Linked DNA regions of Sus scrofa: all the other regions are linked to region 1. Evidence: chromatin contacts called from public Hi-C and HiChIP or PLAC-seq data. All regions are on one chromosome and are shown on one strand. Each heading gives the region's core, a stretch centred on a gene start, on an enhancer-like site or on the middle of the called end of the contact. The rest is flanking DNA. Distances are from core to core; before and after follow the strand shown. Region 1 overlaps EYA1 (eyes absent homolog 1). Region 2 has its middle 76 kb from the start of LACTB2. Region 3 has its middle 140 kb from the start of LACTB2.

Region 1 (3,822 bases), core at 422-2,921:
AGACACAAAAGAATATATCTGAAGTATACTTAATGAAATGAAGATCATGGATACGGAATCAAAAATTGCAGTGTACCAAGCACGGTAGAGACGGAGTCGAGCTAGCATTAAAAAAAAGTATGTTGCTATGAAAATGCTTTTTTTTTCGCCCTCAGGGAGAAAACGTGTTAGAATAATTCTTATTTTGAAGTGCAGTTTTTATTAACTGATTGAAATGTAAATGATAGGTTAAACCTCAAATATAAATATGATCAAACTTTCAAAGGATACAATGAAACTAAGATTGTATTGCTAAGGCTATACTATCTAGCTGATGTTAAAATAGGAATATATTTTAGTATTTAAGAGAAAGTATGTTTTACATACTTGTTCACATAATTAAGCCGAGAGAGTGCTTAAAACTAAGTTAGTTCTCACCTATAATTTATTCCAGGTGTACAAAAGTGGAAAAAAAAGCACATTTATCCTTGAAGTTTATTGCTGCAGTTTCTAAAGGAAAACACTGAATCTTATGTGAGAATGTTAATTTTAACAAAAATTGCAGAAGGCCGTTATCACAAAATGACCTGTCTGCAGGCATTAAAATTAAAATTTCATTGAATACTCAGGCATCTCTTAAAAATTACTTCATCCTGTACATATTGTAACAATGTATACCTAGAAATTTCATGTAACATTATACCAAGATATTTGTACTTTAACGATGCTTTATTCTTGCCAAAAAGGTAGTACTTCTTAATTTCATAAATCATAATTAAAAAATAACAGGACTCAATAGAAGATATTTAGTTGGATAACTTTAATGCCATTTGAGATGCTTCAGTTTTCATCTTTGTTCTGTAGCCCTAATTGATGTCAGTTCAGGTTGAATGAAAATACACATCAAAGATTTGGAATTCTGAATCATTTTAAACGTTATGCAGAATGTTCATTTCCTGAGACAGGCGTTGGGCTGAGCCTGAGAGCCAGCAGCCCACCCTCACCTGGGCTTATCACCTGCTGGAGTTTGTGCTGCCTCTGGAGGAAGGGCAATGTCTAGCAGAGGCTGCAAGTTAAGTTAGTTGGGCAGTGAAATCTCAAATACAGATTCACCCGGAGACAAAAGAGACTAAAACTCTGGCAAACTGAGACTCTGCCTTGATGATTAAATGATCCATTCTCTCTCCTGGTTTGAAAGATGGAAAATTAAACAAAAAGCAAGCTGCTTTTTCTATTTCACCAGGCAGTGATGGATTTCACTGAATTTAAAAAGTCACTGGATTTTCAATTTGCCTGGATCAGTGGGCACCTTGCTCCAGGATGGGGCTTTGGGGATCAGAACCTGCCTTTACCATTTCTCTTGTAGTCCGGCATCGCCTGAAAGTTGCCCAGAAGCTGTTTTAGTGAATGCTCCATGACAAATCGTAAATAGAGGAGAAAAGCATCACGATAAGGAGAACTGTCAGGAGTCCCAGGCGTGGGCAGGAACTCTGTTTCAGCTGGTGATAGCAGAAGATGAAAGATCTTGGGAGGATGGTGGAGGGTTAATGCTTGAACTACCGCTGTGAAACACACTCATTTTGCTAATAGCTATTTTTTTTTTTTTTTCCAAGCACCTATTCCGAGCTGCCTGGGTAAGGCTGCTTTGCATGTTGATTGGGGGAGGGGTAATCCCGTTTGCAGCTGTCATAGGCCAGTGATGAATCACTATCCCGTCATTTGGCTGCCTTCCCCCCTGACAAGGGGAGGAGGAGGATAGACCTGGGGGGAGGAAACAACAGTGGAGACCTCAACTTAAAGACAATATGCCTTTCACCGCTGCAGTATCCTCCTTTTTCTCTTTTGGTTAAAAGAGACCATTGTCGTCCTCAGCCATGTGCTCTGTATAATTAAGAGCTGACACAGAAGCAGAGTTAACAACAGCTTCTAATTTTTTACCCCTGATCACAGGTGCAAACATCTCAAACCAGTTCAGATGTTGCTGTTTCCTCGAGGTGCAGGTAAGGATATTGTTGATACTTGACGTTTGGGGAGGTTACCTTTCTGCGACCCATGTCTATTTTTGTCGAGTATTTCTTAATTATTTCTATTAATAGCAGCAGCTTCAGTTGGCAGTTACTTAATTTGTGTGTGTGTGCTTGTAAAAAAAAAAATTTAAGTATGTAGGAAGGGAACATTAGCTTGGGTTTGAAAATGATTGGAGTCTGTATTTTCTGGCGTTAGGAAAACTGTGAATGTGTTGTGAGAATTAGGAGTGAAAAATTGCGTTTTAAGCCATTTCTCATTTGAACTCAGAAGATTTGGGGAAGTCAGAACTCACTTTAGAAGCAAAATGGTTCATGGGAAGCCGTTTATAAAACTGATGTTTACACTCAGCTGTTTAAATGCAACCTCCAAATTAAAATGACTGCAGCTTTTATTGACCTGATGGGGGGTGAAGAGCAAACAGTCTTAGCTTCATACACGTAATATTAACCCACCCCCTTCCTTTTTTATTTTTAGAAAAAAAACACACAACGTATAAAATGAGGAGAATGGGCCCTTAGACTTGCAAAAACTTGGCTGTCAGCAAACAGCCCAGTATCTAGGTGTGTTTTTAGTCACTTTCAACAAATCCTCTTCCCTCTTCAGTAACAGAAGATGCAATAGAAATGGATAGTTCTGAAGTGGGGAACCCAAGGAGTGGCTTCTGAGTCTTGTAGAGAATCCATAACTGCTGAGTCCAAGAACTTTCTGGGGGGTGGGGAGAGGGGATGTCGCTGTTTTTGTGTGGCCAAAACGCCTGGTTTCAGCGGGGAAGTGGACCTGGTATTTCCCCAAGTAAGTAAATGACAGCTGAGGTATTCTGAGGGCTAATGTTCCTGGGGACACGCTGTATGTTGGCCTGATCCCTCCCCAGTTGGGCACACTGTATGTAATCCGCAAGGCAAACAAGGCAGCCGACATCATAATGTTTTAATGCTGCATTTGTTTCAAGGGAAACAGAAGAACAATTAAGCAGTTTGCCAGAGTAAACACATGCATCAGGACTCCCTCCTTTCCTGTCACTGGACTATAGGCGGCAAGTGTTTTATTTGGTTTGGAGACCCATTAAATTACAATTGGGCGGTAAATTATAAGGGAGCACCCAGTGATAACTTATTAGATGAAACAGATTCCAGAGAAAAGTGATTTTTCTCCCCAGTGTTATACATTCCTCTTTTCTGTTAGAAAAATAATGCCTTGTTTTGTTTTGTTTCTTCAATATAAAAAGAAAAGCATGATGGCATGTTTTCTTTGATAATAAAAATATATGGAATTGTCTCATTAGATCTTGGAACTTGATAAGCTCTCTAAGAGAGAGAGAGAGATTAAAAAAACAACAACTCCCTATGAACATTTGGCCCGATAGGTCAGGCCAGTGACATCTTTTAATAGTACATGTTATGGAAGGGTGGCTGAAGTGAAAATATTAAGATGCACTATTTTGAGTCTAAGAAAATAGATACAATGAGACTTTTGTGTGAGTGTGTTTCAAAGAAGGTGTCAAGTCGTTAGCGCATTAAATAGCAGGGTTATGAATTTGGTACATCTGTCAAACGGAAGGCTTCTTGTCTTTAGGTCTATGGAAATGCAGGATCTAACCAGCCCGCATAGCCATCTGAGTGGTAGTCGTGACTCCCCCAAACTCGATAACTCTCATATAAATAGTAATTCCATGACTCCCAATGGCACGGAAGGTGAGTGGTCTGTCTTCTCACTGTTTTCTTTGTACTTTGCTTCTTTATCAGTATACGCTGTGTTGGTAGGTGCTTATGATTTCAGTTGTCAAATCCATAAAACTGCTGTTCTATTTCTTGTTTA
Region 2 (3,822 bases), core at 873-3,372, 480 kb after region 1:
ACGCAAGATTTTGAGTCAAATCCATAGAAACTGAAAGTAGAAGGGTGGCAACCAAGGGCTTGGGGACAAAATTAGAGTTTAATGGGTGTAGATTTTCAGTATCACATGATGAAAAAGTTCTGGAGATCTGTTTCACGACAATACGAATATACCTAACACTACTGTACACGTCAAGTGGTTACACTAGTAGATTTTATGTCATATGTTTCACCTTATCACAATTAAAAAAAGGCCAAGAAAAAATATGAGAAGCTGAAAACATGATATTAATAAACAAAGGTTGAAGGATTTGCTATCATGGTATTTAGTCTAGCAACAAAGAGTATACCAGGTCGCTTGATCACATGGATTTGGAAATGTCTCATCAACTGCAAACCCTTGACCTGTTTTCTCTACCTTTGCAGAGGACATGATGAAACAAAATGAAACCAGCAGCAGGATGTAGCAGAAAGAAGAGCCAAACTTTGAGGCAGAAACTTACTTCTGACTTTGTGACTTGGACAAATTGTGTCAGAGAGAGAACACCCTATCTTTGAGGTTAAGGAAAGATGCGACTGCTTTTGACTCCCAGTTCTGTTTCGTATTTGTTCACTGCATACATGAGTTTGAAGGAATTACTTAACGTCCCTGAGCCTCGGTATTCTCATTTGTAATGTAAAGATGATGGTACCTAATCTGGCAGGGTTGTCATGAGGCTATGAAGTCAAACAAATGGAAATGCATTTAATAAAATGACTGATATTCGGTTATTTAATAAGCGTTTGTTCCCTGAGTCTTTTGCAGTCTGTTTTCTCGTCCAGGAAATGGAAGGTAATGAAACTTACCTAACAAAATCAAATTATAAAATACCTGATATATGCTCTTTCTTTGCTTTCTCTGAGCCTCAACTTTCAATAAAGTGGGTGCAACAATGCTTACTACATAGGAGGGTTGTGAGAATAAAAAAGATCAATGATGTGAAGTTGTTCTGCACTGGGTATGGCACATAGTAAGTGCTCAACAAATCTATTATCATCCTTATTATTCTTACTTAGTAACATATTCAATAATCATCTCTTGGCATTCCCATCGTGGCTCAGTGGTTAACGAATCCAACTAGGAACCATGAGATTGCAGGTTCGATTCCTGGCCTCGCTCAGTGGGTTAAGGATCCAGCGTTGCCATGAGCTGTGGTGTAGGTCCCAGATGCAGCTTGGATCCTGTGTTGCTGCGGCCCTGGCATAGGCCAGCAGCTACAGCTCTGATTAGACCCCTAGCCTGGAAACCTCCATATGCCACGGGTGTGGCCCTAGAAAAGACAAAAAAAAAAAAAATTGACAAAATCAATAATCAACTCTTGAAAAATATTAACAATAATCATACTTGGTCCCAGATCAGCTTTTTTTCTTTTTTTTTTTTTTAACTGCCACACCTGAGGCATGTGGAAGTTCCTGAACTAGGGGTCGAATTGAAGCTGCAGTTGCAGGCCTGTGACCCAGCTGTGGCAACCCACTTAGTGAGGATCCTTAACCCATTGAGTGAAGCCAGAGATAGAAGCTGCATCATCATGGACACTGTGTTGGGTTTTTCACCTGCTGAGCCACAATGAAACTGCCCAGATCAGTCTTTCTTTTCAGCAGTCCTTAAGTTGTTCTCTAAAGGAACAAAAATTTTTGTCACTTACAAAACCCCAAATGCCTGAAATTTTGTCTCAGCAATGATATTCAAGGAGATTTCAAACCCTAACTGGAAGATGATTTTCAGCAATAGTGAAGGATCGTGAACATGTAAATAAGGGATACTGGTTAAAAACCTCAAGACATTTTATTCAACGTTAGCTGCTAATCTTCAACCATCCTTCCCTTATCTGCTTCTGATTAGTTCAATGTTGAAACAGAGAAGCAGAGAGAGGGAATATGCCTCCTCCATGGCCTGCTCAGTGACCCTAAGAGAACACCGCTTCCTCCTCAATTTATAAAATCTACATTAATCCAAGGATAACAAGAATTCAATAGGTGTTTTTGTTGCCTACAAAGCAGAGTTGAGTCAGGACTTGAGCACAAGCAGGACTAATTGTGAAGTTTGCTGGGTTTGTTTCTCCTGCTCCATTCCTTCCCTTCTGCCAGGGCTCAGATTGCTTCAGGGCGGTGCTCTGTCCTGCACCCTACTTCCAAAATACATTTGACCTTTGTTCCATCTCTTCAGCTCACTTCCCTGCACACTGACAATCTGAAAGAAAAAAATCAGCTTTCCCACCCCAAGCTTCTCATTTATTTTCTTATAGACCCTTGTTGAGAACTATGTCTTAACCCCTCAAAGCCTTATTAAGTCATTTATTCAACTAACATTTACTGAGCACTTGCTATTTTGTGTATTATGTTTGCTACTAACACTACATACAGAAGTAATATTTGGGCTTGGATTCAAGAAGCCCACTGCCTAGTGGAGGAAACAAATATATGGGAAAATAATTGCAATATAATTAAATAAGTGGTATTAGTGGTATGTACAAGAAGCTATAACAAGAGGTAATTGGGACATAGAAAGGTTAAGTAACTTTTTCCAGATCACATGCCTATGAGGTAGAACTGGAATTTGAACCCAGATATTCTGGCTCCAGAGCCCGTGTTCTTAACCACTGTGTAGTAGAGGGAATAGTCTCCAATGAGGCCTATTATTTTGAAATAAAAAGCATAAAATAATTTAGAAGATGTACATGATCGACTTCATAAAAGAAAACCTTAAAATAATATATTATCATACTAAGCAAAGTAAGCCAGAAAGAGAAAGACAAATACCACATAATATCACGTATATGTGAAATCTAAAACGTAACACGAACCAACATATCTGTGAAACAAAAACAGACTCACAGACATAGAGAACAGACTTGTGGTTGTAAAGCTGAAGGAGGCTGGGGAGGAGGGATTGGGAGTTTGAGATGAGAAGAGACAAACTAGTATATATATAGGATGGATAAACAATAAGATCCTACTGTACAGCACAGGGAACTATATTCAATATGCTGTGATAAACCATAATGAAAAAGAATATATGTATGTGTAACTGAGTCACTTGGCCATACAGCAGAAATGAACACATTATAAGGTATATTCATTTGTCAAAATTCAGCAAATCTTCACTTAAGATTTCTGCATTTTCTGGTGAAAATTTTACCTAAAAAAACCGAACGAAAATTGACTCTACTTATAAATTATACATGCCGAAGTGAGTAAGGAGAAATCTATTGATGTCTACAGTTTACCTTGACATGTACCAAAAAAAAAAAAGAAAGAAAGAAAGAGTGAGAGATGGATAGATTCGTAATAGGACAATGATAGCGAAATGTTAGTGACAGAATCTGTGTGGTGAGTATATGGAAACTTACTGTAAAATTCCTCCTACTTTTCTATATGTTTAAAATTATCCATCATAAAATATTTTCTTTAATGAATAGAACAGAATGAAATAAAATAAAATATTCGAAGTGAAAAGAGGAGTTCCCATTGTGGTTCAGCAGAAATGAATCGGACTAGGAACCATGAGGTTGTGGGTTTGATCCCTGGCCTTGCTCAGTGGGTTAAGGATCCCATGTTACCGTGAGCTGTGGTATAGGTCACAGACACAGCTCAGATCCTGCATTGCTGTGGCGTAGGCTGGCAGCTGTAGTTCCAATTTCACCCCTAGCCTGGGAACCTATGGAGGGTGTGGCCCTAAAAAAAGCGCAAAAAAAAAAAAAAAAAGTGAAAAGAATCTTTGAGATCAGCTATTCCAAAGATACATCTGGAGTTCCCATTGTGGCTGTGCAGGTTATGAACCTGACTATCCATGAGGACACAGGTT
Region 3 (3,822 bases), core at 941-3,440, 420 kb after region 1:
GGTGGAATCAGAGCTACAGCCACAGCCACTACAATGCCAGATCCGAGCCAAGTCTGAGACCTCTACCACAGCTCACAGCAACAATGTATCCTTAACCCACTGAGCAAGGCCAGGGATTGAACTCACATCCTCATGGATACTGGTCAGGCTCGTTTCTGCTGAGCTACAACAGGAACTCCAAAATCAGACTTTAAAATGCCATGTCAGTAGTTTCTGGTCTTTGAAAATTTTCATGAGCCTTTATTTGGAAATATGGTACTCAGATCTCCAAGCTCCCAGCCCAGGATTTTAACAGTGCAGCCTTACTCAGAATTTCTTTCCCTAAGGTCTGTTAATCACATGGGAAAGAGAAGAAGAAAGCAGATTCTGGTAAAGACTTAGAAGCTTTCACTGCTGTTCAGTAGAAAAAAAAAAAATGGCAGTTGGCAACATGGTTTAAAATATAAATATACAAATTTGATACTACTTTGTATTCAGCCAACTATTTATCTTTTTCAAAAACTGGCTTCAAAAAAAAACTGTCCCAGTTTTCCCTTAATTTTTGAATCAAAACGTATTTTAAGCAAAATGAAATCCATACGCCCCTAGTTTATTCCTCTTAATTCTTCGACAAAATGCTTTGGAAGGTCATCTGGCAGCCAAAAAACCTTAATCCATTTCCAGGTTTTGTCATTTAATTATTAAATTGTATTTGACCAAATGTTAAATCATAAGTTTGGAAAATTGAGTATTCATTACAGTCCTGAACCCTTTAGATCTTAAACACTTTAATGAATGAATAAATGAATAAGAGAATGGCAAGTAGGGGACAACGCCAAACCATCCAGATAATACTTAAATAGGTTTTTAAATTCTACCAGTAAGTAATGATTGAAAATTTTATCCTTGCTGTACACTTTAAATTTATCCAGTGCTATATATCAATTACATCCCAATAAAAACAGGGGGGAAAAAAAGAAAATGTTACCCCAGTGCCAAAGAAAACCTTTCCTTCCTTGAAGTATTAATTTGGCCAATATAAATACAATTTTCATACATTTTCTAGGCTATATTATTAATTCCCATATGCTCTATATAAGCCATTTTTTGAAATGTAAATTTCTCCAAACTTTGAAATAATGAACATGTTTACTAAAAGTCTGGAAAATATCAGCAAAATGAAATTTCCCATTTAAAATGGGAATAAAGGAGAAAAAGTTGCTCAGACCTGTGAGCCGGCCACAGACTGCAATCCTAGAAGTCCAACAACAGCCACCACTACTGAGAGTTTATGATGTGCCAGGCACTGTGCTCTGTGCACTGTACACATTATTTCATTTAATCCTCATGAAAAGCCCAAAAGGTAAGGAATACTTTTTCCCCATTTTGCAGATCTGAAAATCGAAGGTTAGAAAGATTGAGTAACTACACTATTGGGGAAGTAAGCCCTGGTTTAAACCTCAGGACTATTTATGTCCAAAACTGGCACCATGAAGCATCTCTAAATGAAACTACAGTGAGGAAAGTCTTTAAAGTCACAGAACACAAAGGGACAGGTTGTGGAGGGAGGGATGGACTGGGTGTTTGGGATTGGCATACACACACTGAGGTATCTGGAATGATTTGCCAACAGAGATCTGCTGTATAGCACAGGGAACTCTATCCAGTATTCTTTGATGATCTATGTAGGAAAAGAATCCGCAAGAGAATGGGTGTATGTATATGCATGACTATGTCACTTTATTGTCCAGCAGAAATTATCACAGTCTTGTAAACGAACTAGACTTCAACACAACTTTAAAAAAAAAAGTTTGTATTCATTACAAAATAAATAAAAAGTCACAGAGTGCAGCTGTCACTGCACCCACAGTCATTTCCCCCTTCTAGGATTTTCCCAGCCCCCCCCCCGCCCCGCCTCTCTTTTTCTTGCCCCCTCCTTTGCCTATGGGCTGTTTTTAGGTTACCAAGGAAGGTAAATAAGAGATTAATGTCAAGGCTCCTGTAAAACATGATGTTATAAAGGTACATCTGAATCCAGATTTTATCCAGACAGATCATAGAAATGTTCCTGGGGAACCACAAAAGTCAAATAGAGTTATCAACCAGGATCACTTTTTAACTAGCTGCAAGGTGATGTGTCTCTAGGATACAAGGAAGTATCTTGCATCTCTATTACCCCTGGACTAGACTGATCCCACTATTACAGCAAGAGCTTGCTTAAGACACTTTCTTAACTTACGCAGAGACTAGGAAAAGTCATAGATGAAAATAGAACTGTCCAATAAGCACATTACCCAAATGGAAAAAAATAGAAGCCTTTTTAATGACAGCCATCATGATTTAAGAGCACCAGGTGTATGGTTCCTTATCTAGCGGGGAGTTAGCTACTCTGGGAGAAAATATCATTTCTTTCTCAGCAGATACATGGATTGTTATTTCCGGTCTGCAACTTGTACAATTTTATTTTTCCAGGTTGTCCCTCCAAGAAAAACAAAGTGAATATTTAATAATCATGTGCTGAGAGGAGCCAAATTATGGAGCAAAAGCATCTACTGGTTTTGTGGTTAGACAGACAATTTATCAAAGGGAGATCCATACCTCTGAGGACAGAGTGAGAGAGACCATTTGTAATTACTGCCAAGATTATATAAATAAGAATGCAGAAGTTTTAAGAGGCCATATAAAGAATATAAATTATTTATATTATTTATATAATTTACATAATCTCTTAAATATAATGCCAAGATTATATAAAGAATATATAAGGAACATAAATTATTCTTAAATATAATGCTGAGATTATATAAAGAATATAAATTATTTATGTAATCTCTTAAATATAATGCCGAGATTATATAAAGAATAAATAAAGAAGAATGCAGAAGTTTTAAGACCGTTATCAATCAGAACCACTTCCCCATCAACTTTTAAGATCGGAGGTGATACTCAATTTCTAAGAAACTCCTTCACTTGGGGTTTCCTTCACTTGGGGTTTCTAAGCACTTGGGGTTTACCCCTCCCCAGATTGAACTGGCCACAATTCCCAACCCAGATTTAGTTCTTTCTTTTCTTAAAGAAATGTATTCCCATCTTCAGATGCTGTGCCTCTGTTCACTTTCTCCGCAGTGACTGTAACCTGCCATATGTTTTATTCTCAGTTTTGTTGAAACAATAAACTGGCTCAAGACCAAACTCACAGCCAAACTCAGAAGCCTACCCTTCAGACCATTTCTTACCTGGAGCTACCTGTCATCTTCCCCTCTCTAGATACAAATCCTACATATCTTTAAAAACAGCCCTGTATAGCATAGGGAACTCTACCCAATATTTTGTGCTGGTCTATCTGGGAAAAGAATCTGAAAAAGGGTGGATATGTGTATAACTTTGTTGTACAGCAGAAATTATCACAGCATTGTAAATCAACTATACTTCAATAAACCTTTAAGAATGAAAGAAAAAAAACCACCCAAGTCCCCTTTTTCTATTGAAACTTTCTCTGGTAATTTTTTTTTTCTTTTTCCTTTTTGGCCACTCCACAATTCTCATGTGAGGTATTGCTTCTCCCTATGCCTCTATCCCTGCAGCACTCACGTGGCATTGTCATGCATTTTCTGGCACAGTTAATAATCTGTAATTGCAGATAATAATGTGTAAACATTGTAATTGCACTTAAATTATTAGTTTCTCCACTGAAAGAACTAACCTACAACAAAATAAATCTAAATCCTCCCCATGGAGTTCCCATTATGGCTCAGTGGTTAATGAATCTGACTAGGAACCATGAGGTTGCAGGTTCCATCCCTGGCCTCGCTCAGTGGGTTAAGGATCTGGCATTGCTGTGAA

Evidence for each region. Hi-C and Micro-C count contacts between places; a contact is called where the count stands out from the background. HiChIP or PLAC-seq counts read pairs in DNA pulled down with a chosen protein or histone mark.
Region 2: an H3K27ac HiChIP or PLAC-seq map of skeletal muscle shows a contact between it and region 1, with 8 times the contacts expected there. The contact joins two enhancer-like sites. A contact is called at or near these places in 1 of 47 Hi-C or Micro-C datasets (skeletal muscle) and 1 of 2 datasets of contacts at active chromatin or transcription factors (skeletal muscle).
Region 3: a contact with region 1 is called in a Hi-C map of skeletal muscle, with 6 times the contacts expected there. The contact joins two enhancer-like sites. A contact is called at or near these places in 6 of 47 Hi-C or Micro-C datasets (embryonic fibroblasts, epiblast stem cells, fetal skeletal muscle and 2 more) and 1 of 2 datasets of contacts at active chromatin or transcription factors (skeletal muscle).

What each region holds. Positions count from the first base shown.
Region 1 is chr4:64,157,865-64,161,686 of Sscrofa11.1, forward strand. It overlaps EYA1 (eyes absent homolog 1), which reads left to right. Exons shown (of 17, transcript XM_021089251.1): 3 at 1,930-1,979; 4 at 3,580-3,698. Among named protein-coding and RNA genes, the nearest start is that of EYA1, 190 kb to the left of the region's middle. Within about 2 kb of position 1,672, at least 17 of the 83 cell types and tissues checked have an H3K27ac peak or open chromatin away from gene starts, as enhancers often do. A contact at or near this core is called in skeletal muscle, where this site is marked.
Region 2 is chr4:64,632,644-64,636,465 of Sscrofa11.1, forward strand. No RefSeq gene overlaps it. Among named protein-coding and RNA genes, the nearest start is that of LACTB2, 76 kb to the right of the region's middle. Within about 2 kb of position 2,123, at least 2 of the 83 cell types and tissues checked have an H3K27ac peak or open chromatin away from gene starts, as enhancers often do. A contact at or near this core is called in skeletal muscle, where this site is marked.
Region 3 is chr4:64,572,936-64,576,757 of Sscrofa11.1, forward strand. No RefSeq gene overlaps it. Among named protein-coding and RNA genes, the nearest start is that of LACTB2, 140 kb to the right of the region's middle. Within about 2 kb of position 2,191, at least 1 of the 83 cell types and tissues checked has an H3K27ac peak or open chromatin away from gene starts, as enhancers often do. A contact at or near this core is called in skeletal muscle, where this site is marked.